7 separate regions of the Mus musculus genome follow, and regions 1, 2, 3, 4, 5 and 7 are each linked to region 6. A link is a contact called in public HiChIP or PLAC-seq, Micro-C and capture Hi-C data. All regions are on one chromosome and are shown on one strand. The core of a region is the stretch at or near the end of the contact, and the rest is flanking DNA. Distances in the headings are between cores, read along the strand shown.

Evidence for each region. A called contact is a pair of places that touch in the nucleus more often than the background predicts. HiChIP or PLAC-seq counts read pairs in DNA pulled down with a chosen protein or histone mark. Capture Hi-C pulls out chosen DNA fragments and counts their contacts.
Region 1: an H3K4me3 HiChIP or PLAC-seq map of forebrain shows a contact between it and region 6, with 5 times the contacts expected there. The contact joins the enhancer-like site here to the promoter of Hcn4 in region 6. A contact is called at or near these places in 2 of 39 promoter capture datasets (cranial neural crest and stem cell-derived epiblast-like cells) and 7 of 115 datasets of contacts at active chromatin or transcription factors (SST interneurons, astrocytes, embryonic forebrain and 4 more).
Region 2: a contact with region 6 is called in a Micro-C map of embryonic stem cells, with 2.9 times the contacts expected there. The contact joins the promoter of Loxl1 here to the promoter of Hcn4 in region 6. A contact is called at or near these places in 1 of 39 promoter capture datasets (embryonic stem cells), 1 of 484 Hi-C or Micro-C datasets (embryonic stem cells) and 7 of 115 datasets of contacts at active chromatin or transcription factors (SST interneurons, embryonic forebrain, embryonic midbrain and 3 more).
Region 3: a contact with region 6 is called in an H3K4me3 HiChIP or PLAC-seq map of forebrain, with 4 times the contacts expected there. The contact joins the enhancer-like site here to the promoter of Hcn4 in region 6. A contact is called at or near these places in 10 of 39 promoter capture datasets (the HPC-7 cell line, cranial neural crest, embryonic stem cells and 5 more), 11 of 484 Hi-C or Micro-C datasets (the N1E-115 cell line, cortical neurons, embryonic limb bud and 7 more), 13 of 115 datasets of contacts at active chromatin or transcription factors (astrocytes, craniofacial prominence, embryonic forebrain and 8 more) and 7 of 9 other capture datasets (adipose tissue, embryonic stem cells, embryonic tail and 4 more).
Region 4: a Micro-C map of embryonic stem cells shows a contact between it and region 6, with 3 times the contacts expected there. The contact joins the promoter of Insyn1 here to the promoter of Hcn4 in region 6. A contact is called at or near these places in 2 of 39 promoter capture datasets (both in embryonic stem cells), 7 of 484 Hi-C or Micro-C datasets (bone marrow-derived macrophages and embryonic stem cells), 3 of 115 datasets of contacts at active chromatin or transcription factors (cardiomyocytes, embryonic hindbrain and embryonic stem cells) and 2 of 9 other capture datasets (liver and macrophages).
Region 5: an H3K27ac HiChIP or PLAC-seq map of embryonic stem cells shows a contact between it and region 6, with 4 times the contacts expected there. The contact joins the enhancer-like site here to the promoter of Hcn4 in region 6. A contact is called at or near these places in 4 of 39 promoter capture datasets (cranial neural crest and embryonic stem cells), 1 of 15 datasets of contacts at CTCF or cohesin (embryonic stem cells), 13 of 115 datasets of contacts at active chromatin or transcription factors (astrocytes, craniofacial prominence, embryonic hindbrain and 3 more) and 1 of 9 other capture datasets (embryonic stem cells).
Region 7: a capture Hi-C map of embryonic stem cells shows a contact between it and region 6, with 2.6 times the contacts expected there. The contact joins the promoter of Tbc1d21 here to the promoter of Hcn4 in region 6. A contact is called at or near these places in 2 of 39 promoter capture datasets (HPC-7-derived erythroid cells and trophoblast stem cells), 1 of 115 datasets of contacts at active chromatin or transcription factors (embryonic stem cells) and 2 of 9 other capture datasets (embryonic stem cells and liver).

Annotation. Positions count from the first base shown.
Region 1 is chr9:58,328,844-58,331,774 of GRCm38.p6, reverse strand. No RefSeq gene overlaps it. Among named protein-coding and RNA genes, the nearest start is that of Loxl1, 17 kb to the right of the region's middle. Within about 2 kb of position 1,279, at least 22 of the 459 cell types and tissues checked have an H3K27ac peak or open chromatin away from gene starts, as enhancers often do. A contact at or near this core is called in forebrain, where this site is marked.
Region 2 is chr9:58,311,819-58,314,764 of GRCm38.p6, reverse strand. Loxl1 (lysyl oxidase-like 1) reads left to right here and starts at 1,553. Exons shown (of 7, transcript NM_010729.3): 1 at 1,553-2,946. The coding sequence starts at 1,879.
Region 3 is chr9:58,533,338-58,536,271 of GRCm38.p6, reverse strand. It overlaps Cd276 (CD276 antigen), which reads left to right. Exons shown (of 8, transcript NM_133983.4): 4 at 520-816. Gm51678 (a long non-coding RNA gene) reads right to left here. Exons shown (of 2, transcript XR_003948170.1): 2 at 2,257-2,934. Among named protein-coding and RNA genes, the nearest start is that of Gm51678, 8.4 kb to the right of the region's middle. Within about 2 kb of position 1,296, at least 18 of the 459 cell types and tissues checked have an H3K27ac peak or open chromatin away from gene starts, as enhancers often do. A contact at or near this core is called in palatal mesenchyme, where this site is marked.
Region 4 is chr9:58,487,200-58,490,435 of GRCm38.p6, reverse strand. It overlaps Insyn1 (inhibitory synaptic factor 1), which reads right to left and starts at 1,833. Exons shown (of 3, transcript NM_176921.4): 1 at 1,197-1,833; 2 at 44-767. The coding sequence starts at 199.
Region 5 is chr9:59,273,446-59,276,488 of GRCm38.p6, reverse strand. No RefSeq gene overlaps it. Among named protein-coding and RNA genes, the nearest start is that of Gm39345, 15 kb to the right of the region's middle. Within about 2 kb of position 1,263, at least 3 of the 459 cell types and tissues checked have an H3K27ac peak or open chromatin away from gene starts, as enhancers often do. A contact at or near this core is called in embryonic stem cells, where this site is marked.
Region 6 is chr9:58,821,264-58,824,349 of GRCm38.p6, reverse strand. It overlaps Hcn4 (hyperpolarization-activated, cyclic nucleotide-gated K+ 4), which reads right to left and starts at 1,401. Exons shown (of 8, transcript NM_001081192.3): 1 at 54-1,401. The coding sequence starts at 838. It also overlaps a transcript of Rec114 not described here.
Region 7 is chr9:58,368,995-58,372,229 of GRCm38.p6, reverse strand. Tbc1d21 (TBC1 domain family, member 21) reads left to right here and starts at 1,775. Exons shown (of 11, transcript NM_028854.4): 1 at 1,775-1,964. The coding sequence starts at 1,905. 1700072B07Rik (RIKEN cDNA 1700072B07 gene) reads right to left here and starts at 1,726. Exons shown (of 3, transcript NR_040727.1): 1 at 1,590-1,726.

The DNA.
Region 1 (2,931 bases), core at 30-2,529, 490 kb after region 6:
TCATTCCCTCTCTCTTCCCTTCTCCTGTCTGTCTGTCTGTCTGCCTGCCTGCCTATCTGCCTGCCTGCCTATCTATCTATCTATCTATCTATCTATCTATCTATCTATCTATCTCCTCCTTTTTATCTCTCTCTGTCTCTGTCTCTGTCTCTCTCTCTTGTCTCTCTTTCTCTCTCTCTCTCTCCCTCTCTCTCTCTCTCTCTCTGTTCCCCTCTCTCCCTACCAGCTAACTAGCCCGCAGCAAACAGCTAAATATAGTCCCTTATTCTTTCACTCCGAGGAACTGTCCATCAACATTAATTTCTCAGTTCAGTCATTCTAGCCACAAGCAGCTGCTGCTTCTGGAATGCTCTGAGCTGAACTCAGGCCATCTTTGCTGGGGTGGAGAAAGCACATCTTGAAAGGGCAGCTTTCCAGAGTGGGAAACCCGCATGGACTTTGGAACCAGAGACTAGAGTTTGAGTTTTGGCTTTTCTATGTCCTAGCTGGTCAACCTTAGGCAAGCTCTCAGGTTTCCCTGAGTTTTATTGTCTTCATCTGCATGGTGGGGTTCATAAGGTTGTTAGGATGGTCGATCACGATAATAGATACAGAGCTTCTAGCCGAGCCTTGGGCAGGGATGAGCAGTTGTTTGTTCCCTTGCCTTTATGGAAAGCCATTCTTGCCTGCCCCACAATTGCTTAGAATCTAGAATTAGGCTGGCTAAGGTGGCCTCAGTGAGATTGGCGATCAGGTCTACACATACTATCTGTCCCTGACTTTCCTCTTTGACACTATGTAGCTGTCATATGTGCTTCCTGGGGAACCAGATTACCACCCCCTCACTGCTACTCTCTCCCTACCACCCACACACATATGAAGCCAAGCATCAGAGATAGGTAGTTGGAACATGCAACATACAAACACCCACCATGCCAACTCACATACAAGCATTCCCAGATATTCACAGATTCAGAGGCCCAGGTACATCCAGACACACAAAACAGCACACGGACTCATCATACCTGAGCATGCCAGGATGGATACAAATGAGGCCACTGACAATCTAGGTGGACTTACAGAGACACAAACAAGTGCAAAAGGACAAAGGAAACCACGCACATGTGCATGAATACATGCACATTGGCTGGCTTTGTGTGCAAGTGTACCACCCCCACTGGATGACAGAAGCCTAAAAGCATGGAGGCAGACCCTCATGCAGCACACAGAGAGCCCTAGTGTGGCTGCCTGAAACACAGAGCCTTTGCCTGGCTCCTACTCTTCAGCCCTGAGCCAGGCTTGGGCTCTGGTGTGTAAAAAGGCTTTGGCGTCCTCTGCTGACGACAGTGTTGCCTGCAGCCTGCATCAGCCTTGGGGAGAAAGAACTAAGACTGCAACTAGGGTAGGAAATGAAAGCAGAAAGGAGGTAAGTTGTGAAGAGAGAAGAGACGAGAACCTGGCAACGTTCTGCTGCTAAAGTTGCCAGGATTAAGATCCACTTACAGCTCTCGACTCCTGAGACTTCTGGGTGGCATACTGGGCAGTGTGGCATGCACTTCTGGAAGCATCTCTGGCTGCAAATCCCCAAACGGAGTTGTGCCCTGAGCGGGGCACCTTTTTACTTCTTCCAGAAAAGCCAACGCCTGGCCAGACTGTCAGTCCTGATGAAGCGTGAGCAAGGAGCTGGACAGACAGAGGGATGGCGCCCTCACTGCCCACCATTGGCTTCCTAACTGTGGCTTCATCTGCAATGATCAGGAAACATGTAGTTGCCATGAGTGTAAAATAACAGTCACACAGCTGTTCTACCGGAAGTGAGGATATGATTAAGGTCATGGTCTTGGCCATGGGCTTCACACAAGAAGAAGGGTAGAGCTTTGTCCCAGGCCGTGCAGGTGCCGTGACACCCTGGGAGGTGAGTGACAGGTAGGGTGGACAGTGTCACATCTCTGCAGAAGACCAAAGTGTCACTGATAGAGTTCTGCTGGGAGCACCAGTCGTGACTAGCTAACCTGGCTTCTCTGTGGGGCTTCCCTCTTGCTCTCAGTTGAGGCTGCTGCCTGAGCTGTGCTGCTCACCTGCACCTGTGCACCTAGCCCAGGCTTGACCAGAAGGTGATCATGAAGAGGCACTTCTTTTCCTTGGCAGGACTTAGAAGTTACTTGGAAACGGCCAGTGGTCTGTCTGTGGATGAGTAAAGAAAGGCAGCAAGAAACAAAATCCAGAAGCTGACAGGATGTGCTCAGTTTTCCTGGTCTTTCTTGCTGAGTGATGGGGGTCCTGATGACATCTGACATTGTGGCTGCACCCCCCAACTCTGCTGTCACCTTAAACTACTGTGACAGTCCCCTTTCAACCCCCAAGTCTCCTGTTGATTTCCTACCAGTGTCACAGGCACTGCCTTAGTCACTGTTCTATTGCTATGAAGAGACACCATGACAATGGCAACTCTTTTAGAGGAAAATGTTTAATTGGGGCTGCCTTACACTTTCAGAGGTTCAGTTCATTATCATCATGGCAGGGAACGTGACAGCAGGCATGCTGGAGCGATACCTGAGAGCTGTGATGTGAAGGCAGAGAAAGAGAGAGAGAGAGAGAGAGAGAGAAAGAAGGGGGAGGGAGGGAGGGAGGGAGGGAGGGGACACATTGGCCTGTGTGTGAGCTTTTGAAACCTCAAAGCCCACCCATGCCAGGACTGCCAAGATTCTGCAAGATATGCAAGGCCTGTACTGGAATGCATCTACCATTGTTCTTTAGTATAGAGTCATGGTGCCAGTTTCTGAGACAGAACTGTGTCATGAGTAATAGGTGAGATGCTGGCATAATGACTGTCCCTGAGGTAAGAGGCCAGATGGTAGCACATCATCTGGCAATCCCTTTGGGGAATGGGCTCTGTATTTTGAAGGAGCTGACTGGGGAGTCTGAGAGTGGGACCCACGTGGCTGATACATC
Region 2 (2,946 bases), core at 304-2,803, 510 kb after region 6:
TCAATTGAACCAAGACTTGCTAGTCTTCAGCCTAATCAGTCACTATTGTAGGAATCCAGACATTACACTGGATCTACGATATCACGGGCAAGAGTGCTATTGCAAGCCCCCAATTTTCTGGCTAGATTAAGATATCTAGTGTCAGCCAGGTGTGGTGGCGCATGCCTTTAATCCTAGCACTTGGGAGGCAGAGGCAGGTGGATTTCTGAGTTCAAGGCCAGCCTGGTCTACAAAGTGAGTTCCAGGACAGCCAGGGCTACAGAGAAACCCTGTCTCGGGGGGGGGGGGGGGGAAGATATCCAGTGTCCCAAGACACATATGTGAAGTATCAGTCCTGAAACCCACAGTTTGGTGGGTTGATAGATGCTTCCTGGTAAGGATGGAGGGCAGAGGGGTCCTGGTTCCCAAAGAGCATCATTCTGGCTGTTTCCTCCTTAAACGGGGCCCAGGAGTTTACAAAACAGAGTCATCCAGCATTGAGGACAGATCCTTCCTGTCTTGTTTATAAGTCTCAGGGGGTAATCTTTGCCCTCCAGCTCCCAAGGCCAAACAGAAGACAGCCTAGGGGAAGCCTGGAGAACAGCATTTAGAGGGTAACCTCTTAGGTACCAAGTAAAAGTTAAAATTTACCTTTCTTCTTAGCCCTGACATCCCCGGAGGGAACAGAGAATCGGCCAGAACAGATGGAGTTCTGTGGAATAATCCCCCAGTGATCAATGTGTCCACTAACTCAGAGTTGGGAAGGAGCATGCGATTCCCAGGCCACGGCTCTCCCAAGGCCTCCCTCTCTCTGCTTTATGTTAAAGGTTCCCCTTGCCTCACAATGGCATATCTCATATCCAAGGCTGCCACCGGCTGGGTTCTTCTTATTCATGTTTAGACTCCGATTATTTCTGGCTATCAACTCAGGAAGCACAGGGCAGAAGCCACTGGAGGGGGTGGGGGGTACGTGATGTCAGCATCTGCCCTGAGCTCCCAAGTCCCCTTCAGCAGAGAGACATACCTATCCTAGTTCCCAAGCCTGTAGACTGAGACCTGGTAGAAGAGCTGAAGGTTCAGTGTCTTTGTACTCAGGACCAAACGCCCAATGTCTTCAGGATGCAGAATTACAGGGTGGCCCCAGCCAGAGGTGGGCATCTCCCCAGGGAGTCTCACCAACCAGGATGTCTCTTAGCACTAGCTTTGGAGAAGGGAGAAGGCACCCCAAGAACCCTAGGAAGAGGTGAAGTCAACGAAGAAAGTGGAATTAAAAAAAAAAAAAACCTGTGTCCAGGACTGAGTGGAACCAGCAGGGTAGTGCCCACATCTTAATCCTGCTATGTTTGCCAGAAACCCCACTTACCAGGCCTGAGTCCCCAGGGGCCCCCTCCTCCGCCCTACCTCATTCCCTTCCTCCCAGGCAGGTCTGTGGCTTGGCTGGAAGCTACAGGACTAAGGGAGCACTGATCTGTGGGACAGGCCACATAGCTAAAACCCGGCGGGCCGTAGGGCCCCGCGGAGGAGGCCCCAGCAGGCGGACCAGGTTTCTGAAACCTCCAGACACTTTCAGCCTGTTGCTTATTCATTCAGAGTGGGAAAGCGCCAGCCTAGCGAGCAGCCAGCCAGTGTGGGGCTGGCCATGTAAGGGCCCCAGGAGGTCCTGCCCGTCCCGTGCCCTACGGAAAGCCTCGTGCAGCCCTGGGCACCGCCCCTGCCCTGCCCTGACCCCTTGGCCTCGAAATGCTGTCATCGGAGGAGCCGTCCCGCTCGGGACAAGGCCAGGATGGACAAAGCTAGAGCTTGGGCAGGCGAAGAGCCATCCTGTCCTCGAGGCCGTGGGAAGAGAAGCACGCACCGAGGCCCACTCTCTGCCCACCCGGCCTCTGCAGAAGGGCCACTATGGCTCTGGCCGGAGCCGGCAGCCAGCTGAGGACCCTGGTGTGGAGTGCCTGCCTGTGCGTCCTGGTGCACGGGCAGCAAGCGCAGCCAGGACAGGGCTCGGACCCAGGACGCTGGCGGCAGCTGATCCAGTGGGAGAACAACGGGCAGGTGTACAGCTTGCTCAACTCGGGCTCTGAGTACGTGCCCGCGGGGCCCCAACGAGGGGAGACTAGCTCCAGGGTTCTACTGGCAGGCGCGCCCCAAACGTCGCAGCGGCGCAGTCAGGGGGGACCCCGGCGTCGGCAGGCGCCGTCCCTGCCCCTGCCCGGACGCGTGGGTTCGGACACTGTGCGCGGCCAAACGCGGCACCCGTTCGGCTTCGGCCAGGTGCCCGACAACTGGAGAGAGGTGGCCGTCGGGGACAGTACCGGCATGGCTCGGGCCCGCACCTCCGTCTCCCAGCAACGGCACGGGGGCTCCGCCTCCTCCTCGGTTTCGGCCTCGGCCTTCGCCACCACCTATCGCCAGCCATCCTCCTACCCGCAGCAGTTCCCCTATCCGCAGGCGCCCTTCGTAAACCAGTATGAGAACTACGATCCCGCGTCACGGACCTACGAACAGGGCTACGTGTACTACCGTGGTGCGGGCGGCGGCATGGGCGCGGGGGCAGCGGCTGTAGCCTCGGCTGGGGTCATCTATCCCTTCCAGCCCCGGGCGCGTTACGAGGACTACGGAGGTGGAGGAGGCGAGGAGCAGCCCGAGTACCCGGCCCAGGGCTTTTACCCAGCCCCAGAGAGGCCCTATGTGCCCCAGCCCCAACCCCAGCCCCAGCCCCAGCCGCAGCCTCAGCCCCAACCTTCCGACGGCCTTGACCGTCGTTACTCGCACAGCCTGTACAATGAAGGCACCCCGGGATTCGAGCAGGCCTACCCTGATCCCAGCACCGACGTGTCGCAGGCCCCCGCGGGGGCCGGTGGCACCTACGGTGGCGCTGGCGATCCTCGCCTCGGCTGGTACCCGCCCTATGCAGCCAATGTGCCACCGGAGGCCTACGTCCCTCCGCGTGCGGTGGAGCCACAGCCCCCA
Region 3 (2,934 bases), core at 47-2,546, 290 kb after region 6:
TGAAGACCCTGGGGTATCCCTGATGGGCAGTGACACCACCCTATGCTGCTCTCCCCCTCTAACCCCACCCCACCCCCACCCTCGAGCCTGGCTTCAGCCTGGCCCATTTTAATCTCATCTGGCAACTCAGACACCAAATAGTTGGTGTGCAGCTTCCCTGGGGGCTGGGTCCAGGGCAGGCCTATCCCAGCAGCACAGCATTCTTCCCCGCTGGCACAGGGCAGTGTGTTCTTGAGGGTTCCGTGCATGGATGTAGCTGATGAGGGCAGCTTCCCCTGCTTTGTGGGCATCCGGAACTTTCGCAATGCTGCTGCCAGCCTGCAGGTGGCAGCTGAGTCACAGGCGGGAGCATTCCCCACTCCTTGTCCCCTGCATGCAGCCCGTCCCCTGTCCCACTGCTCATACCACCATCAAAGAAAGCCCCAGAGCTGGCTCCTGACCCTCAGCCTCTTGTGTCCTTCCTCCATTGGATTCCCCTGTGCTGACTGTCATCGCTCTCTGCCCTCTGCCACCCTCCAGCCCCCTACTCGAAGCCCAGCATGACCCTGGAGCCCAACAAGGACCTACGTCCAGGGAACATGGTGACCATCACGTGCTCTAGCTACCAGGGCTATCCGGAGGCCGAGGTGTTCTGGAAGGATGGACAGGGAGTGCCCTTGACTGGCAATGTGACCACATCCCAGATGGCCAACGAGCGGGGCTTGTTCGATGTTCACAGCGTGCTGAGGGTGGTGCTGGGTGCTAACGGCACCTACAGCTGCCTGGTACGCAACCCGGTGTTGCAGCAAGATGCTCACGGCTCAGTCACCATCACAGGTAAGGGGAGCCTGTGAGCTGAGGAAGAGCTGAGGGAGCAGCTACCTCTCCTCTAGGCCCTAACTGGAATATCAATGTAAAAGTACTGGTGGTCATATAGATTTCAGATATTCCAAAGCCTCCCCAGTGAGGAGTCTTTAAGGGACTTGTTTTCTTGAGCTGATAAATCTTTTGTCACATTTGCTTTCCATGGTACTTGTGCCTCTTACTTGGACCACAAAGTACTTTCCTGGAATCTAGAGGGTAGGTGGGATTCTGGGGCAGACACAGGCTTGCTCAGAGACCTGCTGAGTGAGGATGTGTTTTCCAATGGGCACGTCTTTGGTGTGGAAAAAAAAAGTCTATTGTCCAACTGTGAAACCCCAGGAGCCTTGAAGGTGCATCTCACTCAACTGGGCCAAGAAGGAAAGCACTTCTCCCTGCAGACTAGAGTGCTACCATTGCACTAGTCAGAGTTGTCTCTACTGCCCTCATGTGGTCAAATGCTAGATTGAGACTCACACTGGAGGAGTCTCTTAAATCTCTGGTTTCCAGGTCAGCACTAGTTCAAGTAGGCACCTTCAGTGCTTGGGGATCTAAAGAGGGTTCAGGCTCACCTTCATGCCAAGGTGGACAGTCACTCTCTGTGTTTGGCCTTGACATGTCTCTGTTCAGTCCTTTAGTAGATCTGTGTGCTGGGTCTAGCTTCCCAGTGCCTCCCTCTGGGCTGTGTGAGCTTTCCCAGGGTCCTCTCTGTCTCTGAGATCAGGGTGTCTGTCACTGGTCCTTATCTTTTCTCATCCCATAACTTCTGCCTGGCACCCTCAGCCCACCCAGCTTTCTACTTCCAAGGGTTGCCAGTGTCTGTGTAGACCTTAGGCTCATTGCGGCTCACCTCTCCTGCTGAGCGTGCTGGACCTTGTGTGGGTTTCTCTCCTGATGAACTCAGCCAGTGGCCAGCATTCATGCTTATCTCCCAGGAGTAAGTCTTATTCCTAACTCTTGCTTTTTTAAGGTGTCACCTAGACCTCCCCAAGACTGAACCTACCTTCGCTGTAGAGAGCCAGTCTATGCAGCCTCTAAGGGAGTCCCTTCCTCAGCTCTCTCATATTCTGAGGTACCACCTTGATCTTACAGAGAACATCGTAGGAAAGCCGTGTTTCACTGGGTTGGAGAGATGCCTTAGTGACTAAAAAGCCTTGATGCTCTATCATTGAAGACCACAGAGTTTACATCCAAGCACACATATATCACGTGGCTTGCAAACATCTATAATTCCAACTCCAAGGGATCAGATGCTCTTTGCTGGCCTCTGTGGATACCCTCACACACATGTGTGAACACACGCACGTGTGCGTGCACACACACACACACACACACACACACGCATGAACATTCTTTTTTAAAAAACAACAACAACAACAACAACAGGTCTGTTTTTTTTTTTGTTGTTGTTGTTGTTTTTGTTTTTATAAGAAAGACCAAGGAGTCTGGAGTGAGATGTAAGATGGACAGATGTGTGGAGGTTATCAGGAAGGACAGAGGACTCATGATCAACCTGTACCAAGTGGGCTGGGATGTCTGTAGTATGCTTGCTGTGAAGCAAGGGTTTGTATGTGGAAAGAACAGTTGCCCTGCTTCAGAGAACATTACCTCAGTAGATAGCATTGACTGAAAGGGATTTCATTTGGGCTGTTGTCGTCAAGCACAATTCAGACGAGATGGAGGCTCAGGGAAAAGGGACTCTCTCCCAAGACCACAGACCAGCACAGTGGCTCCAAAGGATTTGGGGGCCGGGCCCCACTTTGAAAACTGACAAGTGCTAAAGGCAGTGGTTTGCCTGAAGTTTGGCGGGTTCCCAGCTTCTCTAAACTCCATCTGAGGAGCCTTTGGATCCTTTTGCGGCATTCTGCAGCGAGCAGAGGAGCCAGGATCTGAATCTAGCATTGGCCTCTTAGCCCAGTTTCTCTCCTCCCCACCGGCTGGCCTCCTGTTTCCATTAGAGCAGAGCTGGCTTACCTTGGAGCCCTTGGCCTGCATTTGGCTGCGGGCAGCTCTGCCTTGTACAGCATTCTGGGATTTCAGTGCTCAGTCCTCTGCCTGGTCTCCCTCCACCTGAAGGGAGTTAGTGATGTTGAG
Region 4 (3,236 bases), core at 584-3,083, 330 kb after region 6:
GGTGAGGGGGGTCTGTGTGGCCCCTGCTGGCCTCTTAACTCACCTCCCTCAGCTCCTTAGCCACTTCTTTGAGTTCTCTCAGGATGCCTTCAAGTTGCCCGATGACCATCTTCATGCGCTGTCGAATCCGCTCTCTCTCTCCACCACTGTTGGGGTCGTCACTGGGCTGCCCGAGGTCCGGGGCACCCCGAATGTTCATCCTTCACCACGTGGCCGCAAGCCTGCCCATACTCGCCCCAGCGGGGCACACGCTTCGTCTGCCTCCACGGAGCCCCCCTCGGCCGGGCAGAGCTCCACATTTTAACGGCCCCCCAGCCTACCCTGGCCTTGGGCGGCCCTCACCCAGCCCCTGCAGCCTGCCACTCCACCTACTCGCCTCTGGGTGGGGGATGGAGCACCCAGAGGGAGACAGAGTCTGACAGGGTGGGAGGGGGGTCAAGGTGAGGACACAGGAGGGCAAGGGGAGGGGCCTTAGGGCCCAAGAACAGCTTCCAGGACTTGAAGTGCCTATGGTGTACAGAGCTGATCTTTGCCCGAATCTGGATGCGGAGGCAGGGGGATGATTCTGCAAGGACTAAGGGTAAGAGATGCCCTTGGGATGGGGGAAGGCAGCAATCCCCTCGCAACTCCTAGGCAGTTACAAAGGCAGAGGTCTCTAGATGCAGCTGAACCAGCACAGGGACGGTGATCAGGATCTTCCAGATGTGGAGGGGGCTCCAGATGTGAACAGCACTGGAGAGGGAACTGGATTGGAGGAGGGCAGCCCCCTGCAGAAAGAGCGAGCCTGGCGTCAGCCCTCCCAGGCTGCTGCACCAGCCTGCTGCTGCTGCCTCCCTCTTCTCTCTGCCTGCACCCTCCTTCCTAGCTGGAGATTTATTTATTTATTTATTTATTTATTTATTTAGTGGGGAGGGGTGGTGGAGGCAGATAGTTTTCAACACCCTTCTTCAACAGAAGAGTGGAGGAGCCCCTGTTTTAGAGGAATGAGCCCTTAGCCTCCTCTGGAGCACTCTAGCCGTGGTGCACCCCCCGCCCCCAGCCACCAACCAAGCTTGGCCAGACTGGTTTAGCACAGGGCCTCTCCAGCTCTCCAACCTTCTTTCAATGCCCACAGGGTGCCCTCCTTCCCAGAGGACCCTTTCTCCCCCAACCCCGCCTTCCCTCCGAACCCTCCGAAGCTGGACTCCCCTACTCACCAAGGGTGGGGGCAGTGGCCTTTCCTCTAAGCAGTGTCGGGGCCGAGCCACAAGACGAGGTTGGGGGGCCCCCAAGGCTCCCTAGGGCGGGCTTCTCTCTCTGGACCCTTCGGCTCCTGGCCTCAGGAAGGTCTTCCGAGCGGTGACCGGAGACATCTGGGCGGTGGGAGGGGGCGGGGCCTCCGCGCTCCGGGGAAGGGGGCAAAAAAAAAAAATCCCCAAAAATCTCCTCACCACGCTCGCCAGGCTCCCGGTCGCGAGGGTCCGGCGAGCTCGGAGGCCCCGAGGCCACAGGTGACCCGAGCCGAGGTGACACCGGTCCGGTCCAGGCGACTAAGCCAAAGTCGGAGGGCTGGGGAGGGCGCCGGGATCCCCTCAGCCCACGCCCGGCATTCCCCGGGCTCCACAGGGTTCGCGATTCTCTCTGTCCATTCTAGATGGGCAGGTCTGAGCCCCTCCGGGGTCTGTCCTGCCTTTGCCTTGCTCTGCCCTTCCCGAGCTGGCACTGCTAGGTGTCCGGGGTGTACTCAGCCGGGACCCAGAATGTCCGTGCTCCGGCCCGGGCGACGTCTGGAGCGGCCGCAGAAACCGCTCAGTCCAGCCCGGCAGTCGGCTCCATCAACGGTGGGGAAAGTCCGGATTCCTTCGCGTCTCGGGGGAGGGGAAGCAGCCGTGGCCAGGGGGACCCGGTGTCGAGCACAGCGGAGATGAGTGCACGAGGTCGGGGGGGCCTCAGCACGGCGGGGCTCAGCCGAGGAAGCAAAGGAAAGCAGAAGGGGGCGAGCGAGACGCCAGGGAGGCGATGGAGGAGGCGCGCCGGGCCCGGCCAGGCACACCGGGCGCGCAGCCTCCGCTCGGCTCCACCGCCTCCAGCGCGCTCGCTCACGGCTCCGCGCCTCGCGGCCCGGGGCGCCGGGTAGCTGCCGATGGGGCAAACGAGGCACCGGGGCTGCTCGGGCCTTTCTCCCCGGCTGCTTCGCCCTCGCCCTGCCCTGCCCTGCCCTGCCCACCCGGCTCCGCGGGCCTGGCCCGCTTACCCCGAGCGCCGCCGCGCCCCGCCGGACTGGCCGCCCGGCCGGGCGCAGGCTCCCTCAAAGGCCGCCGGGCTCGCGCGGCTCCGCTCGCCTCGGCGCTGGCAGTGAAGGGGCCGGCCCCGCGCGCCGGGAGGGAGCTTTTAAAGCGACACACACGCCTCCCAGCGCCCAGAACCGAGCGCGCGAGCCGGGGGGTCTCACCACCCTAGGGAGCGGGTTGGACTGGGCGCCAGCGGACCTGGAGGAGAACTAGCCCGGCCACTGCCCGCTGCCCTGGGCGCACAGAGGCCCAGACTTGACTCCAAGTTCCTTCACCTCCTTTTTACACAATCCCTTGACCCTCCTCCCCTCACGGTGGTGCGTCCCGGGGTTCCCCTTCTGGCTGTTACCCTCCTCTGCCATCATACCTCAAACTGTCCCAAATCTTGTGTCAGTTCAGTAAATAGAATCCAGCCAACCTTTACTGAACACCTATTGTGTGCCACGCTCTGGCCGAGAGGGAGGGCAGAGTGGGTGCTGGGCTGTTTCTGAAGGTTCTGTTCCCCTAGTTCTTCACCTAAGTTTTCAACATATTTTTGTTCTCTCTCTCTCTCTCTCTCTCTCTCTCTCTCTCTCTCTCTCTCTCCCTCCCTCCCTCCCTCCCTCCCTCCCTCCTTCCTTCCTTCCTTCCTTCCTTCCTTCCTTCCTTCCTTTTCTTTCAGGCCCTGTTGAGGAGGAAATATCGAGGAAATTTCCCCATGAGGACATTCTTGAGTAAACTGAAGGGTGGTGCATGTAGTTCTAGGAGCGTTGCTAACTTGGCAGGTATGGGGTAACTAGGAGGAAGCACAGGCCACCCCCACTCCCCCAAGTTCTTCCCAGGAATTCAACCCTTGAGCTGAATCTTAACAGAAGATTCAGTGGGAGTCCCGGTGACCGGTGACCTTGCCCTGGGGAAGGGAGGAATCTGCTTCCTAGAGGGAAGGAAGATAGGGGGAAGGAACCACTCAGGAGCAAATGTGGGGGA
Region 5 (3,043 bases), core at 14-2,513, 450 kb before region 6:
GGGATTTACCCCTAGTAATTGTCAAAGCCAAATAAAATATAGTCTGAGCCTCATTTATTTGTAAGCTAGTCAGGGATAAACTTCAATTGCTTGTACTACAAGATCCTTTATTTCTTTTTTATTTCCATGGCTCTAGGGATTGAGCCAGGTCCTTATGCGTGCTAAGCATACACTCTTCCACTGAGTTGACTGTTCCACATAGCCCAAGACTGGGCTGAGGATGGTGCTGGCCTGCAGTCTTCTTACCTTAGTCTCCTAAGTGCTCGGATTATAGGCACATGCCACCATGAGACATGTGTAGTTATGGTTGGAATATAGTTCTCTGATAGAGTGCTTACCCAGAATACCCTTGGCTCAATTAACACCACCACCACCACCACCACCACCACCATCACCATACACACACACACACACACACACACACACACACACACACTTTGTAACATATTTTCATGGAATTTAACTTTGTTGCTTTCCTTATTGCAAAATTACTAATTATGTTGTTACAATCAAGATTTTTGCACAACTTATATTCTCTTGGCAGTGATATGAAATTGGTCCATCCTTTTTGAGTCACTGTAATTTTAAGATAATTTTAAAAATTATTTTTGATCTAGAGAATGCTTTAGTAATACGAGGAATTGCCATCAAAATTGTAAAACAATCTTTAAATTTGGAAATTGAATTGTAAATTCTGCTTAACTTAGTCGGATATTTTAGTGACGTTGCTGAGAGGATATAGTCACCGAGGTCTGGAAAGATGTCTCGGGAGCTGGGAGTGCTCCTTGCTCGGCCAGAAGGCCCAAACTCAGTTTCCAGTATCACTTTGGAACACTCACAGCTGCTGTAACTCTAACCCCAGGGAGTCTGACGCCCTCTTTTGGCCTCCATAGCGCATGCACATAGACACATACAAATAACATTTTTTAAAAGAAATCATCACCAATTCAGAAAACACTGCACATTATTTTAATTTCAATGGAGAAATGTCTACCTTTTAAATGACAATTACATATTGGATAATATGAGGAATCTTGTAGTAACAGAGAGAGCTGACCTCATATGAAATAAATCCAAAGGTCGATGGATGTAGGAGGTGGTTCTGAGGTTTTGACCGGGAATTTGCGTGTGAATGCTGAAGGTCCTGACCCCAATTGGTTCTTGATCGATTAATAAACACTTTAGTGGCCAATGGCTGGACGAAAGAGGCAGGACTTCTAGGTTCCCATAGGAAGGCTAAGAGACACAGGAGGACGAAAGAGGATTTGCCATGCTTTGGAGGGAGAGAGAGCCACTAGTCACGTGAGATTTCTGATAGTGTCGCCATTGGCCGCTTCCCCGACTGGGCCTGGGGTAGCAGATGGGAGATTAGAAACGCAACTAAACTGAGGGCAGATTTAAAGGTGTTGAGCTAGGGCTAAAGGTAACTGAGCAGCTAAGCCGATGGAAGAATTAGAGGTGTTGAGCTGGGAGTGAAGGTAAGGATACGTTAGCCGCAGGAGGCTTAGAATTATCTGGCCATTGAGCTAAGAAACATATTAAAAATAATCTCGTGTGTGTGTGTGTGTGTGTGTGTGTGTGTATTTCATCTCCGGATCCAAGGAAAGCAGGCGGTGGTAGTGCAGTCCGCCCGGAGCTTAGCTACCCACTACAGACAGACGGAAGCGATACTGTGGCTGAAAGTTCTTGGCCACCATAAGTAGCTGCCAATACCACGCTAATGTGTGAGCCCCTCCTGCAGTGGAGCAGAAAGACCAATATGAGATGGTCAGGAGGCCCTACTGGGAAATGGGGTTGCACTACGGAAGAAACCACCGCAGTCTCACTATCTGTGCAACAGGATTTGACAAGTTAATTAATTTGTCTTTTTCTTACCTAAGTGCCTCTGCCACTCAAACCCTTCCTGAAATCTGAAGTGGCTTCTGCCTCTGGTGTTGGCAGAGAGGCAACCCAGGAACCTGTGTGACATCCAGACACATCTGCATTGGCTTCTGCTTCGGGAGACACAGGGCCAAAGGTTGGAGAGCTCTGTTACCCTGGGGCCTGAACAATGTTGCCACGGGGGTTGATGTTCTGGCTGTTGTCTGTTGAGATGCTGGTGCTGAGCGCGCAGAGTCCTTGTGTTTGTGACATGTTGAGATTTCGACAGACAGGCTTCTTGAACTTTGCGTTCTGCAACATCTGATCTTTAATTTCCCACTCTAATAAAGCCATTCTTCTGTAAAAGTTGAAAAAGAAATAAATCGCTAGAAAAGCAAAAATAAAAAAAATAAATCTATACAAGTATCAGTATTTTTATTTCTCTCTCAAATTTCCTCCATACCTGATTGAATAGTCATGTAACAAGAACTTAGAGGCTGATTTTGCTGAGAGAGAGAGAGAGAGAGAGAGAGAGAGAGAGAGAGAGAGAGAGAGAGAGAGAATAAGGGTCTGGAGGGATGGCTCAGTAGTTAAGAGTGCTGGTCGCTCGAGGAGTGGTGGTACATGCCTTTAATCCCAGCACTTGGGAGGCAGAGGCAGGCAGATTTCTGAGTTCGAGGCCACCCTGGTCTACAGAGTGAGTTCTAGGACAGCCAGGGCTATACAGAGAAACCCTGTCTCGAAAGACCAACCAACCAAACAAACAAACAAAAAGAGTGCTGTTGTTCTTCCAAGGGACCTAGGTTCAATTCCCAGCACCCACATGGCAGCTCTTGTCTGTAACTCAAGTTTTAGGGGACCCAACAGATATACATAGAAGCAAAATACCAATTAACATAAAATAAAAATAAACTATACATTTAAATCCCAGATGGTGGGTTCACATGCTGTTAATCTTAACACTTGGAGGTAGAGGCAGGCAGATCTCTGAGTTCAAGGCCTGGTCTAGAGAGTGAGTTCCAGGACAGCCAGGACAGCCATGGCTACACAGAGAAACTTAGTCTTAGAGGTGGGGGGAACCAACAAAACAAAACAAAACAAAACAAAACAAAACAAAACAAAACAAAACAAAACAAAAAGACAGGATTGCCTAGTGGTTAAGAGCTAGTACTGCTCTTGCAGG
Region 6 (3,086 bases), core at 152-2,651:
AGAGCCTGCAACTACACAAGGCATCCACTGGCATCCCCAACCTGGCCTCTTACCTGAAGTCACTGTAGGGGTGGATAATCCAAAACCCTGCTGACTTAACCCTCTCCTGCTCGCGCTCCACCGCTTTCTGGCTGCCGAACATCCTTAGGGAGAATTTGTTGACCCCAGGTTGCAGCATGGCACCGAACTGGCGCTGCATGAAGCCGCTCTGGCCCAGGCGCACCTCGGCCTCGGGGAGGATCTGGTCGCTGGCGGCCGCGCCTCCCTCCACTTTGATAGCGGTGTCCGCCGAGGGCTGCTCGCAGGAGGCAGAGGCCGGCTGCGGCGGCTGCTGGGGCGGCGGCGAGGCTGCGGGTTGTGCCGCGGTGGCCGGGCGCTCGGGTTCGGTCGCCAGGCCCGGGGGCGTCCTGTCCTCGCCGGGGGACGCATCGCCCTCAGCGGCGATGAGCCGCCGTTCCTCCGCGGAGTCATGCAGGTGCCCGAGACTGCTGCCGCCCCCTGCTCCACCACTGCCGCCGCCCCGGCTGCCCAGCGAGGCCAGACTCCCGCGGAAGCGCCTGCAGTCACCGTTGGTGCTGGACTTGCCGGCGCTGCGGCCCGGCCCCTCGCTCTCTGTCGCCCCGAGGGCCGCACCCCGGGACTCCGAGCAGCCCGCAGCCACCGAGGGAGAGGGCGAGGGCAGCGGCCGCAGCCGGATGCTCCTTCGGCTGGGGTCCTGGCGGCCCCCGGCCCCTTCTTCCTCACCATCCTCTTCCTCGTCCATGATCCACGCCTTGGCCCCCACCTGCTGCGGAAGGCTGTAGAGCCGCTTGCGCATGGACGGCGGCAGCTTGTCCATGGTGCCAGGGATTGGGCCGGGGGCAGCGGTGCGGGTGCGGCACGGGGGACCCGCTCCAGGTGCGCCTGCCAGTGAGGACGCGTCCTTCGCTGCCTCACGAGCCCATGATCGCGCGGGCTGCGCGCCGAGGGGAGGCTCCTAGTCCGGCTGCAGGTCCCCGGGTTCGCCGCGCTGCACCTCCTCCCGGGCCCGGCTTGGGCGCGGGGACCCCACGCTCCCTCCCTCTTTTCCCTCCCTCCTGCGATCAGGGGCGCGGCGCGCGGCCCGGCTCCAGGCGCCCCGCCCCCGCGGGGAACAATGGGCGCGGGCAGCGGCGGCGCTGCGGCCACCGCGCTCCGGGAACCGCTCCCGAGCGCAGAGCGCACTGCCCGCGCGGTTCCCGGGAGTGCGTCCGGCGGGTGTCTGGGGCTGTCAGCGCGTGTGACCGCCCGGGCTTTGCAGCTGGTCACCCGGGTTCTCGCTTTGCCTCCTCTAGCTGAGCCCAGCCGGCCGAGTCCTGGGGACTCCCGCCGCAGCGGAGCGGAGCCCAGCGGCCCGCCGGGCTTACATCAGCCTCCGCCTCTCCCGGAGCGCCCTCCGGCAGCGCTCGGGCTCCCGCGCCCCGGAATATTCATGAAGCCGCCGCAGCTCGCGGGTTGCCATAGGAGCGGCTTCTGCAGCCCGGCCTGCCTACCTGGGCTTCTTAAAGGGGCAGCGGCGTCCCAGCCCAGACATAGAGGGGGGCGGAGGGGGCCGGGCCCCGCGAGGGGCGCAGGGCGGAACCTCGCCAGACCTTAGGGACTGAGGTAGGAGGTGTCCTTACTCCTGTGCGCGTAATGATTCCTGCTGGCCACGGACTGAGAGCTCCCGCTGGGGCTCAAGATTTGGGGGCGGGGTTTCCCAGTCTCTCCCGCGAGCTTCGGGCTTTCCTTGCCTAGCCCGCTGTCTCCACGCTAGGGTCTCCGACCCTCCTCCGGGGAGGCGTGCCGGTCGTAAGGCTGCGGAGCGGCTGCTTTCCCGCAACTCGCCTGGAGAGGGGGTTTCCGGAAAACGCTTCGAGTCCGGGCGGCTCCCAGGGTTTTCCTGAGCCAGGGGCGGGGGGCGAATCCCGCGTGGGTCTTCCCCGGCGCGGCGAGGAGGGCTTGCGGGAAACTCTCCAGGCGCTCACTGGGCGCGCGGGTGGACCCACTTCTGCGAGGTAAGACTTCGAAGAAATGCGCCGACAGTAGCAGTCACAGATGCGGGATCCCAGCGCCGGACTTCCCACCACCCACTCCCCAGCGCCTTTCCCGGAGCAATTCGATGTGGGGTTCCCAAGACCAACGGGCTGCTTCCAGAAGGCTATGGGCAGGCTCCTCTGGCGACCTGACACTCTGGGGAAGGCTTTGACTCCCTCGCCTTGTGCTTCCATTCAGTCGAGACATCTGTGTGCACCAGCGTTAGAGGCTTCCATCTCCACCCAGACACACTCTTTAACCGCCCCAGCCCCCATTTGATCCCTCTCTTAATGCACCTGGGCGTCTTCTCGCTCCCTGTATTACATTCTCGATTTAAGGGCAAATCCCAAGCCTAAGGTATAGCTTAGGTATCCACACTTTAGTACAGCCCAACACCCAACATTAGCTCACAAAAAGGTGAAGGGGCGGTTCAGAGGGAGAACTGGCCAGAGAAGGTTGGAGTCTGTGTCAGTAGAGAAACAGACCCGTGGGCAGGAAGGCAAAGGGGTCCTCTACTCTGAGGAATAGCATGAAGTTTACATTTGAAATCTTAGCCCGCTTGTGTCCACACACACATCCCGAGTAGGGATTTGGAAGGCAGCAGGGTTTGGGTGGTGGGCCTTTTCTGCTCTATCCACTGGACCACAGAACTTCGCATGGGGGGTGGGGATGTCTAGGGTGATGACATCACCCGGAGCTGGCATTTCTACTTTTGAGCAGTTCTGAGCTGACAGTTCCCTGCACAGATGCTGGGAGGCACGATCTCTCAGTGTCCTTGGGTCTCCTTGAGGAGTGCTCTTAACTGCCTGAGAGCCCTGTCTGCCTGGTGGTGGATGAAGACCTCCCTTGCTACAATTTCTCTGATCACCAGAAACCACCCTGCAGTGACCCAGCTGCAGGAAGGCACTACACACAAGGCATCTTTTCCTGACTAACCCAAATATTGGTCATGTCTCCACTTCTGGTTCTTATTGAGTGAGTCCCCATTAATCTGAACATCAATGACACCAGGCAGCCCTTGTGCCTCTGGATTAAGTTCCTTGTGTGTGTGG
Region 7 (3,235 bases), core at 526-3,025, 450 kb after region 6:
CACACTCGGTTTAGAAACCAAGTTGCATTCAGCAATCAGATTGTTCCTACTCCTCTCTGGCCAATCCTCCTCACTTCGAGAAGCTTGCAGTTAATTCTCCACAAGGTGCATTACTAATGTGGAGGAACAGAGGCATCCGTCATCAGCCCCTGTCATCCACGGTGAGGAACACCCACGTGGTGTCTCCTGCTTCCCACGTTTGACTTGGAAACCTCACAGACCTCCAAATGAAGCTGCTCTGAGGTGTGTGGAGTGGATTCCTATTCCACTCAGTGCCTATGGGTGCTGCCCACCCCTCCAGCTCTGCCGAGACTGGGACAGCAGGCCAAGGCGCAAAGGCTCTCAGTATCTTCCCGTATTTGGATGGGGAAACAGAGGGAGGCAAAAGACAGGTGCTACCGGGCTGTCAGAGATTTCTGCAGTGCCTCCAGCCAGCAGAACACTATCAGACAATGAAACCGTGAACTGTGTCTACGCAAGACTTCCATATGGACAGCTCAGTTAATAAAGTTACGAAGGCAGAGATTGGCTGTGTTCTGATTTCATGGCTGGGGAGTCCGGGGGATTGGTAGATTTCAGATTTGAGGTCAGACTCCAAGTTCCACCTTGGAGCTCCTGACTGCAGTTTGGTTTGTGTAATGACTAAAGATGCTTTCCAGCCAGGACAGACCTGAGTGGAAAGGCACGTAAGGCTGGAGGTAGAGACCGTGACTCTGGAGCCAAGAGTCGCCGCTTTCTCAGGTCTGTTTAACAGCAACACCTACCAGACATCAGGAAGCTGGGGGCGGGGCACTAGAAGACTGAGCACAAAATAATCTGACATTGACCCTGGTGTAATGGAAATCAGGGTAGGAGGGAGAGAGACAGGTACAAGGTACAGAAAGGGGTGGGAGAGGATGGCAGTTACTCTACTTGTCTGTTTTCTTCAAGACAGGGTCTCACTATTTAGCCTTGACTGTTCTAGAACTCACTCTGTAAACCAGGCTGGCCTTGAACTCACAGAGATCTGCTGTCTCTGCCCCCTGAGTCCTGGCATTAAAGGCGTGCACCCCTACACCCTGCAGCTTCAGTTATTTCATTAAGTTATTCATCCAGTTGGTGCTCAAATCTACTGTCTTAGTTTGCCCAAGACCTTGCTCTGGGTATATAGGTAACTAAAGCAGAGGGTTGGGGAGTTGGCTCAGTGGACAAAGTGTTTGCCATGCAAACATGACTACCTGAGTGTGGATCTCCAGTCACCCTGTAAAAAGCCATGCATACAGATGTACACATCTGTAGCCTCAGTGCTGGGGACAGAAACAGGTGGATCCTTGACCAACCAGTCTAGCCAGGTTGAGTGAGAAACCCTGTTTCAAAAATAAGGTAGAGAATCTCACACACACACACACACACACCAGGAACCACTATTCAAATGCTAAATTGTGGCCTCCTATGTAGTCTTACATAAACCTACTCTTGGTCTCCAGATCAGATATACTGATTTGGTGTTTTGGAAAATCATCCCTAAACCTGAGGCTCTAACTGTAGTATTATGAGCTCTGGTACTGGTCTGGTAAAACAACAGCCAGAAATAGGAAGTTGTAGCTCACCTCCTCCAGGAAGTCCGCCCCAGCTAGCCAGCCCACTGGATCCATTAACTCAACCTCTGACACATAGCCTGTGTACACTGTAATCTGGAGAGGGGGGTGGTCTGTAGATTTACTTCCTTGGCTTCTGTGTGTGTTCCAAGGTCATTGTGATGGCAGTTCCAGGGCCTTGTGACACACATCTAGCTGGATTTGTTCAAATGTAGGGAATCAAGAGAGGTCCAGTTCATCTCTTAAAAGGAAGTCCCCTTTCCCTGGTTCCCTGATCACTAGGGAAGAGCTGGACACAGGCCACTCCCAAGGCAACAAGAGGGGAACATGACTACCCTTTCTCCAGAAAACAGCCTCTCTGCCAGGCGATCAGCCACCTTCATTCTGGTATGTTCTTTGATTTGATTTGAGAGAAGGTGTCTCTGTGCTGCCCAGGCTGGCCTTGAACTTGTGATCCTTTTGCCTCAGCTTTCTGAGTGCTGAGATTATAAGCTTATGCCACCACACCTGACATGTTCTTCATCAGTCCCAAGTGCCTGCCTCCCATAGTCCGGTTTATAGCGGGACTCTTTGTCCCTGCTGAATGGGAAGGCTGGCCATGGAACGGAGAGCAAGGGCCGCTTACCTTCAACAGCAGCCACAGGTTAGACATCTACATCCCTTTTTACCTTATTGGCGGGGGGGGCAGGACTTAGAACTCAGTATGGCTTCCTCCCCAACTGTGTCATTCTAAATTTTTTGAGTTTTAGAGTTGCAGCCTCTCACTGTTTTTCTTTGGTGCTTTTGCCAACAATTCTGGTATGTTGCCACCAGGTGGCAGTAGTGCTTCTGTTACTAGGTCCCAAGCCCAGTTAATAAACTATTCCGGTCCACCTGAGTCATGAAAATTTTCCACGCACTATTTTTCAAAATCATAACTAATTACAATGACCTTAACAAATCTCAAGACCCATTTGTCATGTGATTAATAGGGCGATATATAGAAATGCAAAACGAGCACTTGGGGTTTAAACGTTACACGTTTATTGCAGATGATCACCAAGCTTTGGATTTTTTTTCTATATTTCTCCCATTCTCCAAATTTAGAGAAGGCTAATACTAATAATAATGAATAAGCTGCCACACAGCAGTCGATGTGTACAGATGGTATTGTAAATGCTTTGTTTATAGTCACTCCTTCTCATCCCAGCCCTTTGAGATGGGATGTGATCAGGCTATTATCATTTGATGAGTGAGAAATAGATCTTGGAGACTTCAAATCCAGTCAGCTGCTCTCCAGACTCAGGCAAGCAGGCTGACCAGTCCTCCTCATCGATTCGTGAAGGCCCAAACGTGGAGCTGATTGCCAGCATCAAGGAGACCTTACTTCTCAAAGTTACCTGTAACTCCTAGTGCCCCGTTTCTCAGGGTTGATCCAGCAGATAAAGCGTGTGTGAGTTATTAAAGAGGGATGTTCGGTCTAGGGAGATGGCTCAGCACTGAAGTTCTTTTCTTGTAAACATGACGACAGAGTTTGAATCCCAGAACCCATGTGAAATGTTGGGTGGGTATGGTCATTCCCCTATAATCCCAGTCCCAGAAGGCAGAGATAAGAGGATGCCAGGGGCAAACTGACTAGGGGAATTTAGCCATATCAGTGAGCTCTAAGTTTGGTTGAG